4 separate regions of the Sus scrofa genome follow, and all the other regions are linked to region 2. Evidence: chromatin contacts called from public HiChIP or PLAC-seq and promoter capture Hi-C data. All regions are on one chromosome and are shown on one strand. Each heading gives the region's core, a stretch centred on a gene start, on an enhancer-like site or on the middle of the called end of the contact. The rest is flanking DNA. Distances are from core to core; before and after follow the strand shown. Region 1 holds the start of ALMS1 (Alstrom syndrome protein 1). Region 2 holds the start of MOB1A (MOB kinase activator 1A). Region 3 holds the start of RAB11FIP5 (rab11 family-interacting protein 5). Region 4 holds the start of PRADC1 (protease-associated domain-containing protein 1).

The links. Promoter capture Hi-C pulls out the DNA fragments that hold promoters and counts their contacts. HiChIP or PLAC-seq counts read pairs in DNA pulled down with a chosen protein or histone mark.
Region 1: an H3K27ac HiChIP or PLAC-seq map of alveolar macrophages shows a contact between it and region 2. The contact joins the promoter of ALMS1 here to the promoter of MOB1A in region 2. A contact is called at or near these places in 2 of 5 promoter capture datasets (fetal liver and liver) and 1 of 2 datasets of contacts at active chromatin or transcription factors (alveolar macrophages).
Region 3: a contact with region 2 is called in an H3K27ac HiChIP or PLAC-seq map of alveolar macrophages. The contact joins the promoter of RAB11FIP5 here to the promoter of MOB1A in region 2. A contact is called at or near these places in 1 of 5 promoter capture datasets (fetal liver) and 1 of 2 datasets of contacts at active chromatin or transcription factors (alveolar macrophages).
Region 4: a contact with region 2 is called in a promoter capture Hi-C map of liver, with 2.1 times the contacts expected there. The contact joins the promoter of PRADC1 here to the promoter of MOB1A in region 2. A contact is called at or near these places in 2 of 5 promoter capture datasets (fetal liver and liver) and 1 of 2 datasets of contacts at active chromatin or transcription factors (alveolar macrophages).

Annotation. Positions count from the first base shown.
Region 1 is chr3:69,415,731-69,418,455 of Sscrofa11.1, forward strand. ALMS1 (Alstrom syndrome protein 1) reads right to left here and starts at 1,313. Exons shown (of 22, transcript XM_021087373.1): 1 at 973-1,313. The coding sequence starts at 1,260.
Region 2 is chr3:68,851,066-68,853,765 of Sscrofa11.1, forward strand. MOB1A (MOB kinase activator 1A) reads left to right here and starts at 1,404. Exons shown (of 6, transcript XM_021087363.1): 1 at 1,404-1,687. The coding sequence starts at 1,674.
Region 3 is chr3:69,655,336-69,658,035 of Sscrofa11.1, forward strand. It overlaps RAB11FIP5 (rab11 family-interacting protein 5), which reads left to right and starts at 1,325. Exons shown (of 6, transcript XM_021087380.1): 1 at 1,325-1,793. The coding sequence starts at 1,651.
Region 4 is chr3:69,545,430-69,548,129 of Sscrofa11.1, forward strand. It overlaps PRADC1 (protease-associated domain-containing protein 1), which reads left to right and starts at 1,409. Exons shown (of 5, transcript XM_003125011.4): 1 at 1,409-2,315. The coding sequence starts at 2,081.

The DNA.
Region 1 (2,725 bases), core at 63-2,562, 560 kb after region 2:
AGATGTAAAGAGTCACACTTTGCTATGACTACTGTATGGAACAGCACAGGTCTATCTATAGTCTTTTCAATTGTTGTTAACCTTGTTTTGCTCTGCGCAGCTGACAACCTGTCTAAGGAGCAGGCCTAGGCAATAAACCCTAGGCTTCCGTTTGGTCCCCACAATGTACCTTTCACAGAATAGAAACTTAATAAATGTCTGATGACTGGATATCCAAATTCTATAATGAACCTTTTTTTTTTCCTTCTCCCTGAAAAGGAATCAATTTAATGCAGTTGTTTTCAAAATGATCTTTGGGAGTCAACCAAAAAATCAGCTCTTTCTAGTTGTCCAGATTGTTGGGAGCTGCAGCATAAGCCTCAAGCATTTCTAAGCCCCTCCTACCACCTGGGGACCCCTTTGCTGCTACAAATAAGGGGCCAGAGAAGCACAATGGGTGAGGAACCTCTAGAGACTAACAACTCCTGTGGTGTACATAATCCGCACTACTCCCTCAAGGGAAGTCCCGCCCTTCAAGCAAACTAATCTCCTAACTGCCCCACAAGATAGTCCCTGGGCAACCACTCTCACCGCGCCTACACCGCCCTTCTCCTTTCCTTCAGGGTGCGAAAAGCCCGCCTCCTCCCAAAAACGTTTCTTAACCACGCACACTGGGAATACGGCGCCTCTGAACATCTGGTGTAATTCAAAAGGCTCGGGGACCCACTGAGGGAGAAAAAACAGAGAGATCTTTACCAGAAAGAAAAGGAGACTTGGAGTAATTGACCAGCACCTGGACAAGAGTCGAGGCCCAGGAGGGGACAAGGCCCCTATAATCCTTTAAAAGCACGCGTACTTTGTGTCAGGCACCGTGACAGGCAGCGAGCAGGAGGCAGCCGGCAGGGAGAGCAAGCAGAGCGCGCAGGGACCACCCATCACCCTGCCCACGGCGACTCACACCTCTCCCCGGCCCGGCTCACGGGCCCGGCTCACCTTCGGACTGGTCAGCTCGCCCTCCGAGTAGCGGTACCTCGGCAGTGGCGGCAGAGGCAAAGCCCCGCTGGGATGCGCCTGCAGCCAGGCCTTGGCCTCCTCGTCGTCCTCGTCGTCCGTACTTTCCCGACGCTGACTCTCGTAGTTCAAGTCCGCGTCCAGGTCCCGCCCCTCCTCTTCTTCCATCTCCTCCACCATCACCACCTCGTCCTCATCCAAGTTCTCCGCCTCCTCCGCCTCCTCCTCCTCCTCAAGCTCCCCGGGCCACGGCAGGTCCTCGGGCTCCATGTTGGCGGCTCGCTCTAGGAGGCAGTGGAGGAGGAGGAGAGGGGGGGAGGGAGGGAAGGGAGGGGAAAAGAGCCGACTGGCGGTTGCGCCCGCGCGCAGGCGCAAAGACCGCCGCCCCCTTGCGCCCGGCGCCGCGTCGCGCGGACGGGGCGGGGCAGGGAGTGAGCGCGCGCGTTGCTAAGGACGCCCCGCGGGGTTGGGCGGGAAGGCTAAAGGTGGTGGGCTGGGGCTGGCGACGCCTTGCCGCCGTCACCCGCTGGGCTCTAGCTCACAGCACTGTAAGCTCACAATAAACCCGGACAGAGCTCCTGTCAGGAGAGGGTAGAATTTCGTCCTTGGCAGGGCCAGGCCAAAACAATTTTACCGCTGCACCGAGAGGAGATCATACCTTCAGACAAACCTAAGATCAAACTTGCAAATTATAATTTTTGATTTTTAAAGATTGAGTGCCTGATATACGACAGGCTGTATCATGGGCACTTGACCCTAAGGTGGAAAAGTGTCACAGGCAGTACAGGAGTTGAATAAGAACTGGTCTCTGGTGTCAGAAAGATGGGAGTTTGAATCCTAACTTGGCCACTTACCAATGGGATTAAGCCTCTATGAAATGAGGGTAACAGGCATAGGATAAATGCGATATTTAAAGGAGATAATCCCTATGAAGAACTTAGTGGTAGGTGTTATTCATTGATTATTATTCAGTAACATTAAATGCTTACAGTGCTGTGAGACAAGTATTATTACCATTTTGTATTTGGAGAATATAAGGCTCAGAAAAATAACTTGCCCCAGATCTCTTATTACCTAGTAAGTGACTGGCAATGCCATTCCAGGTCTTGTCTAAGTCCAGTAATTGCCCTCACCCTATAAAGGATAGCTCATAAAGGATAAAAGAGCAAATATTTATTACTGATAGTACATGTTTTGGGGTTAGTCAGTGATTTTGAAATGCTTCTGAAACAGTTTTCCCTACCACTTGAGTCCCTATAAAATGAATAGCAAGTTGAAGAATCTTGGAACGCTTTGCTATTACTTGAGGAGATAGCCACAATTAGTATGGAGTCCAACAATGATTCTTCATAGTATTACCCACAAAAGCAGAGATAAATTAGCAATGATATTAAACCAACACTGGTGGGATAATTAAGGGGGTACTGCCAAGGATGTAGCTCCTGACTGCCAATGACTCAATCCTGAGAAAACTATAAAGGTAGATTATGAACTGGAGCCCAAAGCCTCAGGGCTCCTTTGAACACCTCTAAATGATCAAATACAATCCTTGTGGTAGGTTGAGGCTTTTCCTTGCTGGAGAGCTATGACTGTAGTGGTAGGGGGGAAAATGCTTGGTTTTATATTTATGACTTGAGAAATCCCAATGTATCTCTCCACTAAAAAGGTCACACATTTCATTGATACTGTCATTAAATAATTCTGCAAAACTTTACCATTTACTTAGAAATCCTAC
Region 2 (2,700 bases), core at 154-2,653:
AATGGAGGAATGCTGATGCTGTGGAGACGGTGGATGAAGACTGATACTGGACCAGGACCCCTTTTTGGATGATCCTTTGGGGGCCTGAGGCAACTTAAAGGAAGAGAGAGATAAATTTGTTTCAAATAGCCAATAAGCACTTGAAAAGATTCTTAACATCAGCCAACAGGGAAATGCAAATCAAAATCTGGAGCTACCACTTCGCACCCACGAGAACGGCTATAATAAAAAAGATACACAGTAACAAATGTTATCAAGGATGTGGAAATAGCAAAACCCTCAGTTATTCGCCAGTGGAAGGTAAAATAGTGCATCCAATTTAGAAAACAATCTGGCAGTTCCCCCCAAAGATAAATACATAGTTAGTATATGACCCAGTCATTCCCAGGCACATACCCAAGAGAAAAGAACACATTCATCCACACAAAATCCCACAGAGGAATGTTCCTAATGGCCTTATTCCTAATAGCCCCAAGCTGGAAACAACCACAAAGTCCATCAACAGATGAATGGATAAACAAAATGTGGTATATTTATACAATGGAATAGTGCTCATAATAAAAAATGAATGAAGAACAGATACCTGCTACAACAAGGATGAATCTTTCTATTTTTTCTTTTTAGGGCCATACCTGCGACACATGGAAGTTCCCAGGCTAGGGTTGAATCAGAGCTGCAGCTGCCCACCGGACTAGGCCACAGCCACAGCAATGCAGGATCCAACCGGTATCTGCAACCTACACCGCAGCTTGTGGCAACCCCACATCTTTAACCCACCAAGCGAGTCCAGGGATGGAACTCTCATCCTCATGCACACCATGCTGGGTTCTGACCTGCGGAGCTAACACAGGATCTCCAACATGGATGAATCTTGATAACATGATCAGGTAAAAGAAACTAATCACGAAGATTGTGCACATATTGTACAATTCCACTTATTTGAAATATCCAGATTAGGCAAACTCATATAAAAAGGTAGACTAGATGTCGCCAAGGGATGGGAGTAGGGAGGAATGGTGAGCGACTGCTAATGGGTACCCGTTTCCTTTGGAAGTGATGGGAAAATGTTCTAGAAATAGGTAATTGTTACCGCTCTACAAGTCCGAATATGTGGGAAAACCACTGAAGCATATTTTTAAAAACGGCGAATTTTATGCTGTGTAAATTACATCTCAACTTAAAAAATCAAATTAACGTTAAGTAAAAAATTTCGCACACATAGCCATCTGACATCTAGATAACTGGGACAAAATAGAGCTGCTTCAACCTGGACCACGCACATCAGCATCGCAGGCAGAGGATTCCAAGTCCAGGGCAACTTGTTCAGCGGAAGTCCCGGCGTAAAGGTCCCTGATTGGCTCAGGTGGAGGAGCCGGCCCAAGGAAAAGGGGCGTGCCGAGTCCCTCTCGGTGGGGCGGGGCTGAACGAAGCTTTCGCTCGCGAGATTTTGCTGGTTCCGCATTTCGGGTCCGTAAAGTCGGGGAGGAAGGCGAGGCGGGTGCAGTAGTTCGCACCTGCTTGCAGCGGCTTGACCCCGGCTGCGAGCTGCAGCGTCGCGGGCATCCGCTGTCCGCCGGCTGAGGACCTTCGGATCCCCCTCAGTCCCGCGCGGACTCCGAATCCTGACCTCGGCGGGGGCGAGCGGCCCCTCCCCTCCGCTCTGAGGATAGAAGATGAGCTTCCTCTTGTGAGTGTGGCCCGGCCCAGGGCTTCAGGGTTGAGGGGGCTGAGGGCCGAGGTCGTGGAGGGGGCCAGTGGGAGCCTGAGGAGAGGGCGGGTCCCGGGGTCGGGGCTGGCGTACCCGGCTCTTGCTTTGCCACCGCTCGGGGTCGCAGGGAAGCCTGGTTGTGGTCAGAGGCAGACGGAGGTGAAGGTCGAGGCAGAGGAAGCGGAGCGAGAAAGTTGGGGAGTAGGAAGGCCCCGAGGCCGGCGGCGCCGCCGAAACTTTTCCGCCCGAGTGCGCCTGAGGGCAGAGGGATGATCTAGGGGCGGAGCCATGGGCCCCGCTTGGGGCTTCCAATTTTTCTCCGGTCTCCAGCCTTTTGGTAACGATCCATACAGATTTGGCTTTTTACTCTACTATACGTCCCCCTTTATTGTCATCAGTATTCGGTTACCCCCGCGGAAAATGTGGAGTGCCGCAGTTTGAGAAGCTGAAAGTTAAGCTGGCGGCCTTGTGTCCAAATTCTGATCCAGCCCACTTTGTGAATTTGTATAATTAGCTAACTGCGTTTTAACTCGGTAGACTCTTATTTTAGAGATAACGTCTGGGCGCAAGTGCGGCTTAAATGGGAAAGTGTAACTCTGATGATTCTTAAGCACATTTAGCTTTGAGAAGCATTGCTCTAGCACCTTACGTGTTATTCTCAGGGGGCTCTTATTATTTTGCTTTAACATGTCTTGTATGAGCAAATACATATCCATTTTTAGTTATGGGCATTACCCACGTACTTGGCATTTTTTCCAAGTTTTATTAAATTACATAGTGTTTCATAACTACAGTTTACCCCATTTATTGTGAGAAATTTGGATTCTTTCTAATACTTTGCAGTTATAAAATAGCACTACTAAGAGTATCTTTGTCTAAATCGCTTTTTCCCTCTTTGGATTTTTTTTAAAGTATGATCACCATATCAAAAAATCCGATTTATATTTTAAAGTTTCCTTATTACTAGACCGTTATCTACCCCCTCCTTCCGG
Region 3 (2,700 bases), core at 75-2,574, 800 kb after region 2:
TTAGATGACCAACAAGCAAGTGTGACGGCGGAGTACCATAGGCCGGAGTACCTGAAGTTCAAGTCCAGTCTCTGCAATTTTCCAGATAGAAACTTGGGAAAAATTATCCAAGCTCTCTCTGCTTTAGTTTCCTCATCAGTGAAACTGAGAATAGTAATAGCAGCTGCCTTAAATGGTTGTCTTCAGGGGTAAATGAGATAACATACATAAAGTAAATGATAGAACCAGGACTCCACAGTCCACAGGCTTAACCACTGCACTACAGTTGTCTCAACCATGATGCATACAAAACAACAACATATAGCATAGAGAAAAGACTGGAAAGAAATACAACGTATTGTTAACAGTGTCTTTCTGAATGGTGAGATCTAACCCATTTTTATTTCCTTCTTTATATTTCTGTATTTTCCAAATTACTTTTATAATCAGGAAAAAATGCATATGATGTTCAGATGCCTTGAGATCATTTGTGATGGTCTCCACTGCATTACCATCTTTGACAACTATTTTTTTCATGTAATCTTCTCTGCAATTGTTTGAAGTAGGAATCTTATCCCCATTTTCTAGATGAGGAAATAAGGGCTAAGGAGGTTAGGAGAGCTGCCTTAATCTTCAAATCTCACTGTTGCTAAGGGGCAGAGAGCCAAGATCCAAAGGCAGATCTAGCTGTCTCCAAAGTTAGGTGCTGTCCACAGGGATGTTGGGCTACAGGGCGCAGTGCCAAGGACTCACCACCCTATTCTGATCACAATTAAGGTGGAAGACTGTCAAGAAGCCTGTAGTACATATGAACCTGTGGGTCTCACCTACGACCATATTCCTGGTAGAGGACATGGCCTGGAAAGTGGGGATTTTGGCATCCTCCTCCCACAGCATAAAAACTCAAGAGGTTTTCTCCCCAGGAAAAAATAAAGGTTTCCGCTATCAATATATCCAAGAGAAGAACTTAAAAAAAAAAAAAAGTATAACTACACAAGATTGAGGGAGGGAAGTGGGTGTGTGAGCTAAATCATTATCCATCATAGCAGGAAGACAATAGATAAAGTCCCGATAAAGCAAGACATAGCTGTGTAAGCATTTTGTGTAGACATATGGAGGCAACCACCAGGCCTGAAATACAAATGACTGTAAGTGGTTATCCCTGGAGTGAGGGGTAGAGAGGGAGTTTTTTGCTTTTCATCATAAGCCTTTCTGTCCTGATTTTTTAAAAAAATCTGTATGTTATATGTTATTTTAAAAACATTACTTTTAATATAGGCTCTGAAAGTTAAAAAAAAAAAAAAAAAAAAAAGCACAAATTTTCCCACCTCTGGCAGCTACGGATCTTGAGCAGGTTACTTTCTCTAAGCTGCAACTTTATCTTCTGGAAAATATGGATAAAATCCATACTCACCCCCAGAGTTGCTTTGGGTGTAAAATGAGGTACAGTATATAAAGCACACGAACCAGCCAGTACTGGCTGAAATTCAGGATCTGTGATTATTAACCATCGTTATCATTCTTACCAATAAACCAAGCGCAAGCAACACCCGCGGCTCTGCACATAGTAGGCGCTTAATAAGTGCCTACTTACACCCCCACCAGAGCCTAGAATTTCTGCCAACTCGTGACGCACGAGCCCCAGCGCTCCGGGTGAAAGCTTAAATATTGATGTGGTTAGTCATTTATTCATCACTCTGCTCTGCGCCGCAGTGTCCGCCGAGGGCGAGCCCAGCTTCGTGGACTCCCGCGCCGGGTTCTGGCCGCCTTTGGCGCGGGGAGGTGGGAGACAGCGGCAGCTCATCCGCTTTCAGGTTTCTGACGCGGGGCCATCATGTGGCGTAGCGGGAACCGCTTCTGGTTCCATCGGGCATCTTTCCCCGAAAGGGCAGGCTGGAAGAGGGAGAGAGCCACTCGAGTTGAGAGGGGCAGCCCGGGTCCGCAACACGCCCACTAGCCAGCGTCAAGGGGATGACTATCCCGGGAGGGGCGGGGCAGTTTGAGGGCGAGGGCTTTCCGGAGCTTGGACGTCTTGAAGGAAGAGTGGGGATTGGCCAGGAGACGCGGAGCGGGCATTTCATACCCCGCTGAGGGTGCAGCGGAGCCCCCAGGCGAGGCAGGGTTTCCCTGGCGCCCCCAGTAGGGGCGGGACCAACGCCGGAGCTCCGCCCCGCTCTCTGCGGAGGCCGCGCGCCCCGCCCCCGGTTCGCAAAGCGCCCCGCGGCCCTCCAGCTCCTGGAGGGTCTGCGGCTGCGGGGCGAGGGCGTGGTGGTCCGTGTCCCCCAGCTCTGCCGCACCGCCGCGCGGGTCCTGGTCCGAGTCGCGAGTCGCGGGTCACCGGCCGCTGGGCGGGGCGGGAGGCGGGGCGCTGACGTCGCGGCGCGGCCGGCTGCCAGGGAGGCGGGGAGGCGGCGGCCGGCTCGGCCCAGCCTAGCCCGCAGCTGCAGCGGCGGCCGGGTGTGAGGGCGGCAGCGGCGCTTGGAGCCGGCTCCTCACTGCCCTCTGCCGCTGCCCAGTTTCTCATTTTGTCCGGGTGTCTACGCCGGGTTCGGTCAGTCCTCGCTCGCCGCCGCTTCCCCCGCCATGGCCCTGGTGCGGGGCGCCGAGCCGGCGGCGGGGCCCTCCCGCTGGCTACCCACGCACGTCCAGGTGACGGTGCTGCGGGCCCGCGGGCTGCGGGGCAAGAGCTCGGGCGCGGGCAGCACCAGCGACGCGTACACG
Region 4 (2,700 bases), core at 159-2,658, 690 kb after region 2:
GCATGAAATGCCAAGTGCACAGAGAACACATGAAGCGCCCAGCTTGTAGGAAGCAGCATGTTAGCTAGTCTGCTAGGTGGTATCTTAGGGTTTTGCCTCAAGCACTTAAAAGCTGGCCCTGTTCAACAGCAACTCCGGAGACCACCGAGGTTTGGGACCCAAGGAAGGTACCTGCAGCTCTGAGATGGAGAAAGGGATACTATGGAAAGGGGGGTGGGTACAGAGAGCCTCCCAGATTCACTAACCGCCCTAATTTAAGAAAAACGAAAACTAAAGTTAGGTGGCCAACTAGGAAAGCTGTCTAATGTCACATCTAGGGTAGCAGACAGGGTCAGAGTCAGAGGCCGGATCTTCCTACGTCTGAAGCAGGGTGCCCATCTGCCCTACCCATTCTTCTGGCTGAAGAGTTGCACCTGCAACAACCAGCGGAGCCCCGCACATTCAGTAGACACTAAAGATGACTTTACTTAACGAACAAGTGAATGAATGAATTCAAGTACGAGCAAAAGGGTCTGTTTCCATTTGGTAGCAGCTGGCAGGGAGGGAGGCATAGCTGAGATCCGGGGTTCCGCTCAACATAAGGTCCCCATGCTGCCTCTGCCGGTCCTAGTGAGCACCCGGCTTTACACTCGAATTTTCCAGTGCAGCCAGAAGTTCCAAGCCCGGCCGTCGACCGCGTTATGCACGCTCAATCCGCAGTCGTTTCACCCGGGTCGTGACTCCGGGGGGGGGGGGGGGGTCCAAAAACCAGCTTGCCAACGCGGGTTCGCGGGTTCCGAAGCACCCTGGGACTTGTAGTCCCCAGCCGGCCCGATCAGAGCCTTTCCTCCAGTGCCACACAGCCCTCGCCCAGGAGCCCTACTCGGAGCCCGGGCCCACCAAGGCCGCGGCGGGCCGGGGTCACCCACAGACAGGGGTCGGGGCGAGGACCGAGTCATTAGGCAGAGGAAAGTCCTGCGGGACCGGCCTTTGCCGGGCGGCGCCAGCTACCAACCAGATGGCAACGGATGGAGACGGATGCGCGAGACGCCACTCACCATCATCTTGTAAGCTTATCCAGTGGCCCGCTACTCCTCTTCCCTGCTTCGCGCCCGGGCCGCCCAGCAACCCCACAATCCTCCGCGCCAAAGAAGTCCCCAGAACCTTCGCCAAGCAGTTGGACCGGGAGAGGAAGGGGATGGGCCACTTCCGCCACTCTATGGTTCGCTACCACAGAGTCGGCGTGGCTAGAAGGTCCAGAGGCTGGTCCTCTGCCGGAGCTGTTACAGGAAGTGTTGGTAATGCAAGGGTCGCGGGCTTTCGAAAGTGTCATTCTTTTTGAGTATGTAGGGTCCTTGCTCGGCCCCCGTCACCCACTAACTCTAATTCTATTCCCCTTCTCCCTCTGGAGCCAGGCCAAGGAATGAAATAAAGGCAAACATTTATTGAACGCTGACTGAGGGACAGTTTTTGCCAAGTAAACATTTGATGTGAGTGATCTCATTTAATCCTCACAAACCTATTGGTATTGTTGTCATGCCCACTTTACAGATGAGGGAACTGAGGCCGAGAGGTTAGGAAGGGTGTCCAGAGTCACAGCTGCATAGTAAATGGTAGAGAAACAGGAGCGGACACCTAGCCCCTATGCTCGCATTCTGGCTCGGCACTGGTCAGAGCTTCCTCGAGGGTCGTGTACATCCGGCCACGTCGCCAGGGCACGCAAGCGCTGGTGGAACTAGGCAATAAGATCAGAGTAGGGGTCACCGGAGACCACTTGAGAGCTACAGGAATGCCATTCCAAGGAGGGGATGGGAAGGAGGAAGGCACAGCTGGAAGAAGGTATACCCTCATCTTGCAAAGCGACCGTGAGGAGTATTGGCCGAGACTTTCAGCGGTTGAAGCCAGTCCTGCGATCGGCCACCTCCAGTTCTGCCGACCCACCCACCAGCCAGCAAGGTGCTGCCGAATCGAATCCAAACTGAGACAGGCTGGGGCGGGGGCCGGCAGTTGCAGTTAAGAGTTTGGACCAATCAGTCCTCGGCCCCACTTCTCTCGACCAATAGGAAGTGGGCTAAGGCGCAGGGGCGGAAAATGTGGCTACATGAGCAGGCGTCAGAGCCAATCAGCCGTGGGCCTCGTTCCAGTCCGCCAACCAGCAGCCAGAGCGGGTCTGGGGGCGGGAGGCCAGAGCAGCTGTCAGGCCAAAGTCCAGCGAGCTACGCGCGGAGGGGCGGCTGGAGGAAGCGGGGCGCCGGGCCGGGCCCTGGAGATGGTCCCCGGCGCCGCGGGCTGGTGTTGTCTCATGCTCTGGCTCCCCGCGTGCGTCGCGGCCCATGGTGAGCGGCAACGGGCGGGGCTGCGCATCGGGGCGGGGCTGGGAGTCCACATGAGCGCGTCTCGGGCCGGGGGCCACGGGTCACCTTGGGGACCCCGCGAGTTCTGGGCAGGGTAGGTTCAGAAAGAGGCGCCACGATTTGGTGGGTACTCGTCCTCAGGGACACGAATTGGGCGCGGCTGGAGGCTGGGCTTTGAGTTCTGAGCTTCCCACGTCGAAGCAAGACTCCCCCTACCCCCACTAGCGCCGAATTAGGTGGCTGAGGGGGCGAGGAACAAGGACAAGCTGGAAATATGTGAGCACTCATATACATAAACGGGACCACACATTGCTACACTTTGGCTCACACACAAGCACATAGGTACATATCCTACCTGTTTGCATCT